2 separate regions of the Gossypium hirsutum genome follow, and region 1 is linked to region 2. The links are chromatin contacts, called in public Hi-C maps. All regions are on one chromosome and are shown on one strand. The core of a region is the stretch at or near the end of the contact, and the rest is flanking DNA. Distances in the headings are between cores, read along the strand shown. Region 1 holds the start of LOC107893379 (conserved oligomeric Golgi complex subunit 3). Region 2 holds the start of LOC107893713 (aminopeptidase M1).

Region 1 (5,525 bases), core at 2,311-4,810, 130 kb after region 2:
GGGAAAAAATGATGAAAGAGTTGATGCTCAAGTTGACACACCTACATCAATCGAAACGTGTAGGATGAAGTTAATAAAGACAGTGCACGTTTCTTCAATTTAAAAAAACCAGTTTAAATAGAAAGCAAACGGCTGGGCTAATTTTATCATCTCTAAATATCACCAAATAAAATCAACAACGCAAAGGACGCATAACTCAAATAACAAATCTAGCTTTAATTGAACAAAATTTCCAAAATTCATCTCCATATTCAACTGCTAAATATGACAGTAAGTTCACTATACCTGCATTAAGTAAGCACATCCTGATCTAGTCAATGATGGCAAACCCTCTTTCTTGGCAAATTCAGATATGCGCTGATGCACTGTACCTTTTATCTTTAAAAAAATAGTATATTAACAGACATTAAAAACCAATTTGAATATTGAAATAACGGTGCATGCATGTGCGGGGGTAATCACTAACCAAAGAAAGCCTCTGTTCACAGTACAATTTATGGCATACAGCAAGAAGATGAACATATTCTTTCCTTGATGCTTTGCTTTCAATTTCCTCCAATATAGGCTTAAGCTGCAAATGTTTAAAAATGTTAATTACCTCTGCTGAGGGGGGATCTAATTGTAGTATATGGTCCCACTTCATATAGAAGAGATATAACTCTACTTGCCATTAAATTGGGAAAATATTCAGATTTGAAAAAATGTGACAGTTTCCACATCAAAAAATGAAATCATTACCTCACTAGCAGCTGCCTTGAAACGAACATAAATTATAGATGCCTCAACACCCTCAGAAAAAGATTCTTTGTTGCCACCGCTGCTCCAAATTGCTGCCTGGACCTAAAGAGAGAAAGAACAAGCATTTTGGGAGGCATTTATTTCATACAGAAATACATGCCGATATACGCAACTTTCATCTATAGGTGGATATTTTACCTGAGAAGATGCGCTTTTGAGAACAGATACTACATGAGAGCGGATCATACCAAGAGCCCGAGACTGTAAAAACAGGTTCCAGGAGCATTTAGTCAAAACATCTACTTATATGCATGCATTTCATTCACTTACCAAAAGAGAAAAAAGAAAAAGTCCAAGATTGTACCATTCCTTCCTTACCTGGAGTTGACGGAATTTTAGCAAATAAACACTGGATTCTGCGTATTGTGGATTATTCTCAACATACCTACAAGGGAAATTTTTTATTAAAATATTTTGATGATATGTGCTCATATGGACAGTTATTACACGATTGTCAAACAGTAATTTTAGCAAATAAACACTGGATTCTGCATATTGTGGATTATTCTCAACATACCTACAAGGGAAAATTTTGATTAAAATATTTTGATGATATGTGCTCATATGGACAGTTATTACACGATTGTCAAACAGTTTGCACATGCAGACTAAGTTCAAATGCAAACTTACAATATGCACTCATCGAGCCGTTTAAGAAGTGGGAGAAAGTTTGCATTTCCAACATTCATGTTTGGAGAATAAAAGTTGGAAGTAATCTGTATAGAAGAGGTAAAATTAGACAAACCATAAATTTCAGAACTACTGCACCAACAGCAATTCATCAAGAAACATAAAGTTAAGCATAAATCCTAAAGGATAATAGGATAATAAGCAAAGACAAGGAAGTAACACTTAATTAAACTGATTTCTAGTTAAGATAGCATTCAAACCTTACATTCTCCAACTCATCAAAATACTCAAGCTTACTGCGAAGTGCTTCAGCAAACTCAATCAGCCTTTGCTTCTCCATTACCTGCAATGAGAACAAGCTTGTGAGGCAATGAATCAACCAACTCAAGACAAACTTTCCATCTAAAAAATAAGTGGATTACAGCCACCTAACATAAAGCCAAAGTGAATAAGCTAGAAACAAGAAGATGAAACTAAATCCGAAGTCTTCCCAATGAAAACCATACCAATCGATTGCATGCATCATGAAGAGTTTTAGTTTTTGTTTCTACAGCTTGGTGTTGCAGTTGTAGTTCATTCAATAGGTCCAAGGTCTCATCCACCTACACAGGAGTACTTGCTAGCTTTAAAATCTTTGCGTAAAATATAGACATAACCAATAAAATAGCTAGCAAAGCAAATGAGAATGCATGGAGATATAAAAGAAAAAGAACATACTTGTCGAAGTATATCATCACAAGTCTGAATGCGGTCTACTAGAGTATCAACATAGTGCTGATACTTCTCCTCAGTCTGAAGGAAGAGAAGCAATGAGATGCAATAAATAGATATCTAATTAAATCACTCCATGTTCATATATATCGCAACAAGAAATTGCTACTAACCTCAGACCTCAGGGCTGATTCAAGATCCGTGAACCATTTATAAAACTGTACCAGAAAGTGTGGAAACAAGAAAAAAGAATCAAATGCAGTAGATCCAAATCTCATCGATGTCATAAAACCATGGTAGCACTAGATCATTCAAAGAAGAAAATAAAATACCATCCACAAAATTTCAGATCTCCGCATCTCCATTTCACTCAAGAAATACAACTAAACTAATTACCTGATTTGAATTAACCAAAATTTCATCAATAGCTTCAGAATCTCTAAAATTGTCATCCTTTGTAGAAACGGACAAACCTTTATCTTGCCCTGAAGTTCGCTCTTGAGCCTAAACACCAACATAATCCAACCAAAACATTCAGAATGAAATTTAACACCCACACACACACATATTACCAACAAGAAATAGAATTACTCACCAAATTGGCTGGAAACGGCCGTTCAGCAACTGCATGAGATAGCATCTGTATTGCTCGTTGCTGCTGCTCAGTCAAAGGTGCATTCTACGGAGAAAAATCCCCAAAAGAAATTAAATTAAACATAAATAATCCAAATTAAAGCTTCCAGCTCCACTTCACAGATCCAATATTCAAACTAAAATGTTTTTCAGCTCTTCAGATTATAATTATTAATATTATTATCACATTTCGGTTCCTTCTATGGCTCGAATGAAGAGATAGGATCCGTTAATTACTAAAATTAAGAATGAAATGAGAGAAAGAAATCGAAATAGAAAAGAGCTAGTCGATTAAAAAGCTGGTTTTCCTCTTCTCTCGAAATTCACAGTTATAAGTTGAAAGTTATAAGTTCACTGAGATCAAATTATAACAGATCTAAACTATAAGAGATTCAATTCGTAACGTGAAGGCAAACATCTGTGTGTTCGAAGAGAAAGTTATGTAAAAAGAAAACATACCTGTTCCCAAGTAGAAGCAAAATTGTAGCCTTTGGAGATGGCTCCGGATTTAGGAAGTTTCGAAGGTGCCGTTGCTGGATTCGTTGCCATTTTCTCTATCACGGAAGGAGTCTGGTTCTGATAGGCCAGACGAACTTTAGTTAACTTGCTCGCTAAACGACGGCGTTTTCTAAAAAGCAGATAACCTTTCAAGACGCATCATTCTATTTAGCAGAGAGCGGTTTCTGGTTTGCGCCATTTATTTTCTGGGTCAAGTAATATAGGTTTAGATCGGAGACGACGAAAAGAATCTTCAGCCATTGAACCCATTCTAGATATGTTTGGGCAAAGTCGAGTCAGAAAACAAAGAAGCCCAAAAGTAATTGACCCAGAAATTATTTTTTTCTTTGAACATACGATCGTATACTTGAATCTTCGTATTTTTGCTTAATGATTATCTATCACAGATGATAATAATTGTAGAATATATTCATATGTTACTCTACTAAATTTTATTATTAGCTGATGTCCAAGCTTTTTTAGTTTTTTCTCTCTTTTCGAATACAATGTTGCAGCTTTCATGTTTTTTGGAGGGCATTTGGAAGATCTTCCACTCAAAAGTAACTGAAAACATTGAATCACCAAGAATAAGAAACATTTACGGTTGACTGGTTTATTTCACAAATGTTTAATGCATATTTGGTACAATGCGTAATTTGGCTTATAAAAGGTACTCGTCCTTGAATTGCATGTTTACTTCATGCACATCCACATAACCATGAAAGGCAGCTATATTTTGTACAGTCAACAAGGCAAGACGTGCACCATGTTGGTCAAGTTGTTGCTTGTTTCGAGCTGCAGAGCGAGATAATGTACCCAAATGGTCTGAACTAACAATTTAGGCTAGAGTAGAGATCGTCCAGAGCAACATACAAGGGCTCAGCAGCCTTTGGCCGGCTCACAGTCCCGAGTAATATGTCAGTAGTGGTGAGATAAGGATCGCCATAGAACCGTAGGTTGGTATCCATTCTTGTTGCAATGATGTTCCCTTCCAGTGACACACCAACAAATGCCCCTGCAAAATTTTGTGATAAATTGGATAGCTGAATCCACAAACTAGTGAAAGGAGTGCAATACATTGCAGGATGGAATACCTTTACTACAACTGTATGTGTAACACATGCCGGAGCCTCTATCTCCTGCCCGATGATCTGCTTCCAGCACTCTCCCCACAGGTCCTGCAGCAGCACTGCAGCCAGCACCAAGAGAAAAATGCATGCGACTACAAAATGTCTTTACAGCTTGTAAATCATGAAGCACGATTATGAAATCCATGAGCTCACCCCCAATCTATGAAATGCATAAAAATGGAATTTAGCAAATAGATTATACATATAAATACTACGGAACGTGGGAGGGAATCGCTCCTTAGCTGCCTAGATGTGTAAATTCTGCTTGAACAGGTATATATTTTTCAGAGTCAAAAGTTTACCTGAGCACCCCATCCTAAACCAACAGAGAATATAGCTGATGGAGCAGACCATGTTCCATCGGACCTTCGAGCAAGAACAAGACCAGTTCCGAGCTTGTATGCTAAAAGAACTCCAGCTTTAACAACAGTTAAAATAGCTAAGCCTTTGGCTCCTTTAAGAACTGCCAGTGGTATAGATTTCTCTGGACTCAACCGAGCAACCTGTCCGTTTGAACTACTGTTATTCGAAACATCTCACCATGCCAAAATATATTCAATTATGTAGCTCCAATATGTGCTCCGGTTGAGCAAGACCAATCACATGAAACTCAATCTAGCTGGTAAGTATGATCTAGACAGAAAAACAAAGCTACTGTCTTGTATGAATAATTAAAACTAGGCTCAAACCTGGCAATAGCTTCTCAAGGTGGTGGATGCTTTGTAGATCTCATGTTCCATGGACAAACCAACCGGCAAGTTCAACCAACCTCGAGTGCACGTCCAATCCATGACATCATGTTTTGCTACTTGTGCAGCATTGCTAATGGAGTTAATAAGAACACCATGCAATGGATCAAGTCTATCATAGCAAGAATCACACGCCCTCTGGGGATTTCTATCCCTAAATTTAACAGGTAGCAAGCACCTTCCCTTAGAACATGCTCTACAGAAAATCCCTCCACAAAACCGGCAATGATGTCTGCCACGCGTGATTGCTGTAAAGAGAGAACTGCACTGCATGCAAACAGTGGTAGAACTATCTGGAAGCCACTCCGGAGGCTCAGCTTCCAGCACTTCTTTATATGCATTATAATTTATCCCCCTTGGCTCCATAAGCGGCGGG
Region 2 (5,456 bases), core at 2,584-5,083:
TAAAAGGCAAATTGCTAAGTTTTGAACTAGGAATTCTAATACCTCGGAGGACAATGCAAAGTTTAAAGCTTCATACACTACACTCTCATCAGGACAAGATGCCAATGAACCTACAAAGAGAGGGGGAAAAATATTATAGATTTGCATAGTCTGCAAGTGCCTAAAGGATTTTTTTACCTAAAATCCGGGTTTTTTCTTGGCTTAGATCAGTTTCTCTATAAACTTTCAAAAGAGATTCAAGGCCTGCTTTGTTTGATGAGGTGACTTTCTGCATTACAGCTACATATGCAGCCTGGAACCAAGCATAATTGGTGGATTAAAATCATTGTTTAGCTGCGATGAAATTCTTTATTTTTTTAAACTTGAGATCAAGTAACCTTTCTTATGTCAGGATGGAGGAGAGGTGTGTTTCGGTCGTTCAAGAAGGCATTAAATCGCGAGTTCGCTTCGTTTATCGTCTCCTCGTGACCGAGCACGGCGAGTGCAGTGAAAATATCTCCTCTCGACATCGCATCCAGATGACTCTCGCCTTGTTTTGGGTCCCAACCGAAGTTCCTGTAAGAAAATTACAACGAAAACAGGTTTGGTTTTGGTCATTACAAACTTCAATATCTGAATAACTTACGCAGCAGCAGGTAGGAGAAGGCCAATGAAAAATTGTTTGATGTAATTCATTAGTTCGGGTCTTGCATCTGCAACAATCCTTTCAATTTTACCAATTATCTGTGAAACACAGGATCCAAAATCAGGGCTAGCTAGAAGCATAATTGAAGTAAGATTAAGAAAGATAAGAGGTAACTCGTAGCGTTCGGGTTTTAGGACGCCTCCCCTCATAGCCATACACACCGGGATTTAGCCATCACCCTTCATTCAAGGCCCCTCGAGCACAAGTACCTCCCTTGTTTGCGTACGGTAACACGAGAGAGGTGTCATAAAACCTGCATCGTTACTTCATATTACCTTAATCAAGTTAGATAGCACAGTATGCTCAAGTTCCTCCCTGTAGGCAGCCATGAAGGTAAGCAAGGAAGTCAAGGACATTTCACGTGCCATACAAAGCGCAAACGAATCATCCAGAATGCCTGTTGAACATAATACATAACATTACGACAGTATTCGTTACATCCACAATGTGGCACTATCAAAAAGATGTATGCAACTGCAATTTACGTCTATGTGTTCAAACAAGTACCAAGTCTGTCTGTTACTGATAAGCATTTGTGTTCTATTGCATATCGAAGTTTAGCTGCCAGGCCATCATCATATTTCACCCTGAAGAATCCAATCTGTTCAACATTGAGCTTTATCCAAGAGCGTGCTGGATCAGTAATGTTGGAAAGCAAATCCTTAATATCATAAGTTTCGGATTTTTTCTCCATCAACAAGCTTATCAAGCTATCATAGTCTCCGCAACAGTAAGTGATTGGGATAATCCACTGACAACGATCATGAGAACCGGCATATAAGAATCGTGACTGCCAAAATCAAATCATCATACAATGAAACAGTTCAAAGTGTTTTATAGGCCAAGAAGTTCATGAAAATAGACAAAACATGATTAAACCTGTTTAATTTCCAATGTCTGGTTTTTCATTTTCACGGACAAAACTGGATACCCTTCTTGTTTTGTCCATGAATTCATTATCTTGTCTATTGTTGGCTCGTTACATTCCTCCTTAAGAACAGCCCACAGATCATTTGTCCTTGCATTTGACCATGCATGTCTCTTTATATATGTAGCAAGTGAGTTCTGATATCAAGAGATTAAATGAATCAACTCTGAGTTTGAGATAAAACTTATACATAATATCAGAATTAGGTTCCAGTATTTAGCAACCTGAAAATGTGGACCTCCAACATAGCCTTTAAGCATCTGGATAATTGATGCACCTTTTTTGTAGCTTATTGTATCGAATATTTCATCAATTTCAGAGGCATGGTTTACCTCCACCTTCAAAGTAAAACAACATATATGCTTAAGATCAAATATATATTGTTAATTGTATGTAAAAAGATATATATATACATATATATTCACCTCGATAGGGTGGGATTTTGCAAGTCCATCCAACCTAAGACCTTCACTAGATTCATGATCAAAGAATTGTGTCCATATTTTCCATTCTGGGAACAACTTATCTTTTGCCATGTAACTCATCTGAAAATAAACAATCCTTAGCAATATAAGAACACTAGTGCTAAGTGGCAATAACAAAGGTGAGACCTAGAACCCATACCCAAGTTGCAAAGCCCTCATTCAGCCACAGGTCCGTCCACCATTCCATTGTTACAAGATTTCCAAACCACTGGTGTGCCAATTCATGGGCCACCACTGTTGCTACCTTAACAGCAACCAAGTACACTAGTCAAACATTTTCTGCACCTATACATACATATAGAGAGGTGGAACAGCATATGTACCAACCCGCTGCTTGTTGGCAGCAGCCGAATGGTGATCATCGAAGAGCAAATCCGTCTCACGATATGTAACTAAGCCATAGTTCTCCATTGCCCCAAAAGCAAAATCAGGGATTGCAACCATATCCAGTTTGGGAAGAGAGTATGGCATTTGAAAATAACTGTAAAAAAACTCATTACCACAATGTCAAACAGATTGTTAGCAAAATCTCCCACTTTATAGAATATTTACATACTCTTTATAAAAACCCAGTGTCTGCAAAGCTACATGGAGAGCAAATTTCCCTTGATTTGCCTTCCCAACTTGAGAGTACACTCGAACTTTGATCCCATCTGGTGTATGATCCTCAATGTAATCAAACAAACCAATAACAACAGCAACCAAATATGTAGACATCACCGGTGATTCTTGATAATAAACTGTTTTCAGGTTCCCATTCAGTTCCTCCTCACCCACTGGCATGTTTGAAAGGGTCACTAGTTCAGATGGAACATCCAATAATGCGATATTGAACTTTGCCTGTTAAAAAACACATGAAACAAACTAATCAACAATGTCAACATGAAACTTTGAAAGGAAAGTTAAAAGAAGAAGACCTTGAAAGACGGTTCATCCCAACAGGGAAAACATTGCCTTGCATAAGCTGGCTCGAATTGTGTCACTGCCATATTCTTCTTCTGACCATTGTGATCATAAGTACTGTATTTCAAAATATGAAAATTTCGTTCATATAGATTCTAAAAACATTAATGTGAAATGATGAATATATACATATACCTTATATAGAATCCCTTCATTTTGTCATTTAAGACACCCTCAAAGCCAATAGTTAAAACTCCCATACCCTTGGGAAGTGTCTCAGAAAATTCCAACACCAAAATCTCATCTGCTTCGACCTTCCCTACTTTTGGCTTCTCAAATACCTGTTTAACATGTAATCAGCCAAAGACAATTATAGTTTCTTTATGACTAATATATATATATATCCTATTAAGTTGACTAAAGTTTTACTTGCATGTAGAGAGCTTGACCTTATTAGAATTAGGATCGGAGAAGTAGACTGAATCAGAGTTAATGTGGAGTTGGGCAGCAGCATTGAGGACAATGAAACGAGTGTCGGCAACGATGTTGACAAAGATGGAGACAATGCCTTCGAACTTGCAGGCCGCGAGGTCGGGTTTCAGTTGAATATCGTAGCGTATGGGGACAGCGAATGTGGGGAGACGAGGTTGGCCTTTGAAGTCAGTTGTTGGATCCGACAATTGATGAGAAGTTGAGGTTGAGGTACCGTCAGTTTTTTTTCTGAAACAGGAACAGCACTTCTTCAACAGGTTCATGGTGTAAATTAATATGTCTGAGAAAAAAGAAGCAAAACTTTGAGAGAGAGAGATGGAAAAGTACAAGGTATAAGGAGTAAGGATGATAAATAGGGGTTGCCCTAGATATCTATATTTAGTAGTTTTTACATGCAATGGGAAACATATAGATATTTAATTATACATCATTACATGGATTACTCTTTTTAAATTGATATATAATATTGCTTAATGCTACTAAATTTATAATTTAATATAAAAAAAATATTGCCTAAGAACGGGTTTTAGAATAAGAATCTTATCAACAAATTTTAATTAGATAAATAATGATAAGAACTTTAGTATTAGATTGCTTGCTTAGGGAGAAAGGCAGTCTTTACACTTTATTTTATTTTTAGAAAGACATGTATCCGTCTTTATTAAACACTATTTGGAATCAAAACATAGAGACTGTTGCTTAATTGGTTCTTGAAAAAGAATATTTAGAAAAAAGAAAACATTAATTAATATATTTGGATAATGTCATGTACTAATGACATCTTATTTATGATGTATTTATTTAGGTTTTTAAGTATTAAATATTAAATATACATTTTTGATAAAAATATTCCGTTAAGGAAGGTATTTTTATTATTATATTCATTTTTAGAAGTCTAACATGCAAGAATTAGATTGTAATAGGATAGTATAAAGTTTTCTTGCAAGTAAGAGGAATGTGATGCATAGTCCCAACTTCGGTTACCTCTAAATATGTGTTGGATATATAACATAAAAGAGAGATAACTTTTTTTTGAAAAGTAAAATTATATATATTTCATGTCCATGTTCAGGATTTATTTTTCATTTTCTTTTTTCTTTATATCTCAATTTTGTTTGGGGTCTTGATATGCCTACTGTTATGTCTACATTATCAAAGGTTAAGGCCCAACAGCAAAGTAAGCCCAAAGATCTTAATGGGATCACTCTCTGCTACTTCATATTAATGAATTTTACACCCACCCAATTGGTGTCAATTTAGTAGGGATTAAGTCTGAATATTCTAAGGGACTAATGTCAGAAATTTTGTATGAAGAATGGGAAAATATCAAAACTATATTTGATATATGAGTTTTGATTTGAGGCAATTATATACATGAAACTTTGATTGTAATTAAATGTATACATAAAATTTTGATTTTGATCAAATCGTACACATTTAAATAAATAAAGGCATCAATTTATTTTTATATTGGATAAGTATAATTATTTGGGTATGCAACATATAGATGTAAAATGATAATATATCAATAACGATGTTAGTCGTTTATAAATAGATATAAAATTGTAAAAAACTTAAAATTCATATATAATATTACATGAAGACGAATCAAGAGTGATAAGAATTCTATTAAATCGATGTGATGCAACTAAAAGATGATTTTCTCTGCTATTATCTTTGCAAAGTTCATATTTGCTTTTTCTTTTTTTTTAAAAAAAAATATATCATTATACGTTTTTATCATATTTACTTCATTTGACATAATATTTAGAACTACTCATAATCTCTCTCTAACCCATAAATAAGAAAATAATGTATTTCAACGCACTCGAATCAACATCCTTCTACCCTCAATCAACATCTCTCAATTATTCTTGGAGTGACCTGATCATCACAAAATACCATCAAACACTTACTTTATTATTACTTAAAATCCTTAAATTGGAGGCTGATTGAGATGTTT

What was found. Hi-C and Micro-C count contacts between places; a contact is called where the count stands out from the background.
Region 1: a contact with region 2 is called in a Hi-C map of leaf, with 5 times the contacts expected there. The contact joins the promoter of LOC107893379 here to the promoter of LOC107893713 in region 2. A contact is called at or near these places in 3 of 34 Hi-C or Micro-C datasets (all in leaf).

What each region holds. Positions count from the first base shown.
Region 1 is chrD13:59,999,077-60,004,601 of Gossypium_hirsutum_v2.1, forward strand. LOC107893379 (conserved oligomeric Golgi complex subunit 3) reads right to left here and starts at 3,561. Exons shown (of 25, transcript XM_041109364.1): 1 at 3,232-3,561; 2 at 2,735-2,818; 3 at 2,536-2,643; 4 at 2,313-2,357; 5 at 2,146-2,220; 6 at 1,935-2,030; 7 at 1,694-1,771; 8 at 1,429-1,514; 9 at 1,117-1,183; 10 at 937-999; 11 at 739-840; 12 at 467-571; 13 at 286-378; 14 at 1-41. The coding sequence starts at 3,321. LOC121225183 reads right to left here. Exons shown (of 5, transcript XM_041109368.1): 2 at 5,090-5,525; 3 at 4,703-4,903; 4 at 4,365-4,560; 5 at 3,859-4,285. The coding sequence ends at 4,101.
Region 2 is chrD13:59,863,845-59,869,300 of Gossypium_hirsutum_v2.1, forward strand. It overlaps LOC107893713 (aminopeptidase M1), which reads right to left and starts at 3,834. Exons shown (of 18, transcript XM_016818775.2): 1 at 3,451-3,834; 2 at 3,197-3,342; 3 at 3,016-3,118; 4 at 2,655-2,938; 5 at 2,426-2,579; 6 at 2,238-2,342; 7 at 2,039-2,158; 8 at 1,838-1,951; 9 at 1,565-1,750; 10 at 1,193-1,475; 11 at 961-1,082; 12 at 626-723; 13 at 378-555; 14 at 178-292; 1 more. The coding sequence starts at 3,756.